2 separate regions of the Mus musculus genome follow, and region 1 is linked to region 2. A link is a contact called in public capture Hi-C data. All regions are on one chromosome and are shown on one strand. Each heading gives the region's core, a stretch centred on a gene start, on an enhancer-like site or on the middle of the called end of the contact. The rest is flanking DNA. Distances are from core to core; before and after follow the strand shown.

Region 1 (2,728 bases), core at 147-2,646, 520 kb after region 2:
TAGCATACACATTTCACATCTCACGTGCACAGCCTGAACTTGTATTAACTAGGAGGGAACAGAAAGGAAAAGTTGAATCCACTTTATCTTCCCCAAAGTCCCTGCTCTCCCACCTCCAGGCAGACAGTCTCATGGAGGCTCTGGCTGGCCTCAAACTCAATATGAAGTCTGAGTATTACCTTCAACTTCTGAACCTTCTGCCTCTACCTCCTGAGTGCTAGGAGTACAGGCATGTTCTACTATACCCAGTTTGTATGGTGCTGGGATCAAATCCAGGGCTCTGTGGATGCTAGGCAAGTACTCACCCAACTGAGCCACATCTATGCCTGGAAGGTCTGTTTTAAGTGCCTTTATTATAGCACTGCTAGATGGGCTCAAACCTGTAGCACAGAGCACTATATTTAAATCCCTGCTAATTTGGAAGAGATTCTGTTTGTCATTTGCTATCTAAATCATCATAATTATTTAACCACTTGGAATTTCACAGAAATATATATCAAAAGAAATGACCACTATTTCACGTGGTTGGAAATGGCTAAGTAAGATTCTGCATTAAAAAGCGGCTGATGGGAGGCTGGAGAGATGGCCCAGCAGTTAAGAACTCTTCTAGAGACCCTAAGTTCAATTCCACGCAACCACATGGTGGCTTACAACCATCTGTAATGGGATCTGATGCCTTCTTCTGGTGTGTCTGAAGACAGTGACAGTGTACTCATATACATAAAATAAATAAATCTTTAGAAAAAAAAAAAAAAGCAGCTGATGTGCCTGGCAAGGGTTCATCCCTGTAACTCCAGAATGTGAGGCTAACACAAAAGTTTTGTTATGAGTTGGTGACCAACCTGGGTTATATAACAAGATCCTGAAAGGGGGAAAAAAACTACATGATACATAACTTTCACTCACTAACTCTGAATCAATTATATCAAAGTGATTATAAAAATTGAATAAAGCCAGGCAGTGATGGTTCAGGTCTTTAGTCCCAGCATTCAAGAGGCAGAGGCAAGAGGATCTCTGTGAGTTCAAGGCCAGCCTGGTGTACAGAGAGAATTCCTGTACAGCCAGCACTATTACACAAAAACGCTGTTACAGAAAAACCCTGTCTCAAACAACCAACCCTCCCCTCCAAATTGAGTGATCTTAGAATCATTAGATTTAAACAAGCTCTGAATTAGTAATTATTTACTCTATATCTTCTTGTTCTAAAATAAACCCACATGCCAAATTAATTAAGAAAAGTATTTATTAATATATAAACCAAGGCTAACCTGTAATTTCAGTGTAGAGATGAATCTATCTTGGGTTCTCACTTCTTGTTCTAGTTGGAAAGTATTCTGGTTTCTTCCAGCTTCAGAAACTGGAGCCCCAAGACCAAACTGATGTTCTTTGGTGTTAACCTAACAAAAAGAATGAGATATAAGAATGAGCTCTATTTAAAACAGAGCTGTGACTTCTCACATCAGTAAGTTTTGAAAACTAGTAACAATCCATTTCGTTCATATTTTCTATTGTTCTTAACTTTCCATCAGTAAAGCAGAGTTTACCAAGCTGTCTTTTCTTAATAAAAGCAGTTAAGGGTGCTTACGCAGAGGACTGAAGTTCAGATCCTAGCATTCAAAGTGAGGGAGGCAGCTCATGTACGCCAGCTTCTGTGGGCACTCGTGTACACATGCACACATGTGAACACAAGCACACACACCCACATAAAATACATCTTTAAAAACAAAACAAAAGAGATAAATCAACAGGAAAGATACCATGCCTGGTACTGGAAACCTAGCTATCTAATCAGTGCTAATGAAATCATGGTTATTGGAGGATAATCTACTAATCCTACAAACTTACTAAACCAGCATAATCCCTAACAATGATCTATACACACATGTCCTCATACCCAAAATGAGGATAATCTTCACTCCTCATTAAGGAAACTTCCTTTTTCAACAGATGGAGACCACTACAGAAAACCACAACCAATCAATATGCAGAGCGGTGGAGCCCAGTCCCAATGGATACATCTACAAAACATTCCCACACCTGAGGCTCAGAGAACACTGCAGAAAACAGGCAGAAGACTGTAAGAGCCAGAAGATCAGGGAGTTTGCCGTGAGACCGCATCACCTGGTAACATCAGAAGCTACACTGGTAAAATCTCACCAACATGACCCACAAATTTGAGCTGAGTAAGGATGGCGCCAATAAACTTGCCAGTTCTTATTGGCTTTCCATCACACTTTGAATTGCCAACATCTGTTTTTCCCATCACGCAAAGTTCTTCAGTTTGTTCCCTTCCACTCTGACAACTTTATCTCCTAACTAACAACTCCCAGAACTATTCTACACATTCTTAATATGGACACCTAGAAATACTCTTCTTCACTAACATTTTAAGGCTCAGTTTGAACTCCATATTCTAAAGATCGTTTGTTTTTTATTCTATGGGGATGATGTCATCAACAAGACTTCCATACAAATACTGATTTGACAACAATTTAGGTATTCATGTTTTCTAGACATGTCTTCCTTGCATGTTTACTTGAACCTTAAAAAACAAGCAATGTCTGAAAGTTATGCCCCTACCAGTCTGTCTAAAGAGGTTTGTGTGTGTGTGTCCTTGCACAAATGGAGGAAGACAGGGGACAATTTCAAGTGTCAGCTCTAGCTTTCCCACATTGTTTTCCTCAGAGTCTACTGTCTGTGGCTGCATTTACCAGGCTAGCTGGCTCGT
Region 2 (3,142 bases), core at 359-2,858:
TGTATTATTCTTTGAGAATTTCATACAATATATTTTGAACATATTCACATACCCCAGCTCCTTCTGTAATCACCCTCTACCCTTTCATCCCTTCCTACATAACTTTGAAATATTATTATTAATTTTTTTAACGAATTTCTTCTGTAAGTTCAGTGTTGCCCAGCCAGGCTCTGGAGTGGGGCTGCCCTGGAAAGTGGTTGTCACCTTATGAGGGCCATTAACAAAACTGACTCTTTTTTCCCAGAAGCTCTCGACACCAGTAGCTCCTCAGCTAGGGATGGGATCCAGTGCCCACTTTCTACCATCCGTGCCAGGACTTTGTCTGGGGAGAGCTTGGCAGGCCTTGTGCACACTGTCACAATAACTAGCTGTGCATTCATTTGTGCAGTTGCCCAGCTGTGTATGGGAAACACTGTCTCCCTGATGTCATCTGTTTCTGGCCCCTCTTCCATGAAAACGGAAGCCTTGAACTTTGGGGGAAGGGTGTGGCAAGTATGTCTAATTTAGGGCTGAGCACACTATAGTCTCTTATTCTCTATGTTAATTGCCGTCTACTGCAAGGAGGAACTTCTTTAATGATGGTTGAGAGATGATCTGTTCAATGGGATTTGTTTTAATGGTATGCCTGTAAGCAAAATATAGTATTTGGTTCTCCCTAGGGCCTATGACCTATTTAGCCCTGGGTTCTTGGCCCCTTTAACGATTCAGGTCTTAGTTCCATCTCATGGAGCAGTCTTAGAAAGTAACTTGTTCCAGCCATGGCATTTGTGCCAAAGCTGCACCAGTGAGTAGGGGTAACTCATTACTAGGTGGGAGTTTAGGTGGTGGATCTTAAAGAATTAAGTTTTGTCCTTGCATGACATGGTGTTTCATGTATAATTATATATCCAGCTTTATACAGCCACGAAATTCTGACCATCCTCCTCTCTTTGGTATGTAATTAATGTCTTTGTACATCGCCATGGTTGTTGGGGAATGAGGTAGAGGACAGTCTACAAAGCTGCAGGGTGATGGCACTTACCCAGAATTCCTTGTAACCTCTTCAGATGTAGTGGAGACCAAGGTGTGAGCCTTGGTGAGAAGGATCTGGTCCTAGAAGGTCCTGTAAGGACTGTCAGGTTGTTGGGAAGTGGGAGCTCATACAGGAAGGGAGGTCTCCTCACTTTTTGCCTTGTTCTGGAAAGCTGTGGTACCATCCGCTGAGCTGGAAACTAGAGATGGAGAAAGAAGGCTGGACACAGGAGCAGTGTACACACCCCCAGGAAGCGGCAATATCTACATAAGGGGCTGGGTTTCTGTACTGATTTTCTTTTTCTGACCTTGCTGTTTATCACAAGGGACAAAGAGCACACGACTCTGGTAAAGGCAGCTAGATGAAGCTGGTTAGGGTAGAATCCTGACCCCAAGCCCTGCCTGTGGTTATGCAGAGGTGAAACTTACAGTTAATCCAAGAAGTGTGACAGGTATCTCTGGTCTGTCAGCTCTGACATTTTGTTATCCTTGGGCTGCCTTCTTCCTGCTCTTGTCCTGTGTGAAATTAGGACTCAACACCTCCTTGCCCTAGAATCCCCACTCACTTGTTAGCACCCAGAATCTAGAATCTAGAACAGCTGCTGCCTTTGTCAGTGGGCACAGGAGGGAACAGGGCCTGATTCTGCCTACATCATAGTCAGAACTTGGTGTATCCTTTGTGTGTCAGGAGATGTTTTGGTTTATTTTCTGAAATTACTATTTTACAATGTGTGGACTCTTTCTGCTTACAAAACAAAAGCATGTTCCAAGGGAGATAGGCGTTCTAATGATAGCTTCCTAGATTAAAATATCACACTGGGATATGAAATGAGGTTATATTTCTCTCTTTTATGGGAATAAATGAAGAAAACTCAAACTGGGTCAGACAGGTTGATGGTAGGAATAGTAGGTCCTGTCAGGAGCCAGCTGCAGTCGAGACCCAGTTAATGAAAACCGAGCTGTAGTTCCAAAAGGAAAATGGGGCTGGGGCAGGGGCATGAGCTTTGTGCCCTTTGGAGAATTTCGTATTATGGAATGTAATGTAGTCAGGTGGCACACACATTTGATTTGGGGAAAGGTTTCTATCTCGGCATCTGCTGACCACTGACATGGTAGTATGGTGACAGCCATGTCAGAAGAGCCTCATGAGCACCCAACTGGGACCTCGCACAGGGTGGGCTGGGGGCAGACATAAGCCCCTCTGTCCTGGTCTGTCCTATCCCTGTTCTCTTTAGAGCTTTCACACTTACTTCTCTGGGAGGCTTAGATTCTCTGCCCCACAGCCAGGAAGCACTGGCACATTTCAGTGGACAAGAGTGGGGGGGCATTGAAGACAGAAAAGAACAGAAAGCCAGGTGCATTTAATACGACCCTGGCATATATAACTCAAGAGATGGGCCCTCTGCGTGGTTGTGTTCCCGAGCCACAGGCATCCTCCCTGCGGGCAAATAGGCAGCAAGCAGTGCCCAGGTGGGGGGACTTGGGGACACACTAGTCATGGGTAGGGTGGAGTCTGTGCTCTTATTGTCAACTGTTGGGAGTCTTTTCAGAGTAGTTCTTAAGATAAAAGGATCTAATGTATTGTTTTCTAGTATGGTATGCTGGTTGGTTTTTATTGTTAGCTTGACAAACTAGAGCCTTTCACCAACCCCCAAAAAATGAAGAAAAAGAGAGAAAGAAAAGAAACCCCAGTTAAAGAATTTCCTCCTCCTGATTGACCTATCTGTAAGGAATTATCTTCATGATTGCTGGTGGGGCAGTGAGGGGGTAGTGGTGGGGGGCTTACTGTAGGCAGCACCATGCCTAGGCAAATGGGCTGGGCTGTACAAAAAAAGCAAACAGAGCAAGCTAGTAAGCAGCTTTCAAAACATCACGGTTTCTGCTTCGGTTACTGCCTTGAATTCCTGTCCCAACTTCCCTCAAAGCTAGACTGTGACCTGGAAGCATATGCCAGATTGACCCTTTCCTCTCCACCTTTGGTCATGATGCTTATCATGACAACAGGAAAAGCAAGCTAGGAAGTGTGGTTTGCTTTTAATAGTGTGTGTGTGTGTGTGTGTGTGTGTGTGTGTGTGTGTGTGTGTGTATGTGTACACCTGAGTGTGTCTATAATGGGTGTGTGTATGAGGAG

The links. Capture Hi-C pulls out chosen DNA fragments and counts their contacts.
Region 1: a capture Hi-C map of macrophages shows a contact between it and region 2, with 2.9 times the contacts expected there. The contact joins the promoter of Tsga10 here to the promoter of 4930439A04Rik in region 2. A contact is called at or near these places in 1 of 39 promoter capture datasets (hippocampal neurons) and 3 of 9 other capture datasets (adipose tissue, embryonic stem cells and macrophages).

Annotation. Positions count from the first base shown.
Region 1 is chr1:37,853,977-37,856,704 of GRCm38.p6, forward strand. Tsga10 (testis specific 10) reads right to left here and starts at 1,397. Exons shown (of 18, transcript NM_001290721.1): 1 at 1,269-1,397.
Region 2 is chr1:37,332,624-37,335,765 of GRCm38.p6, forward strand. It overlaps 4930439A04Rik (a long non-coding RNA gene), which reads right to left and starts at 1,609. Exons shown (of 4, transcript XR_003947777.1): 1 at 1,441-1,609; 2 at 1,022-1,211. All of the region lies in intron 1 of Inpp4a (inositol polyphosphate-4-phosphatase, type I), which reads left to right.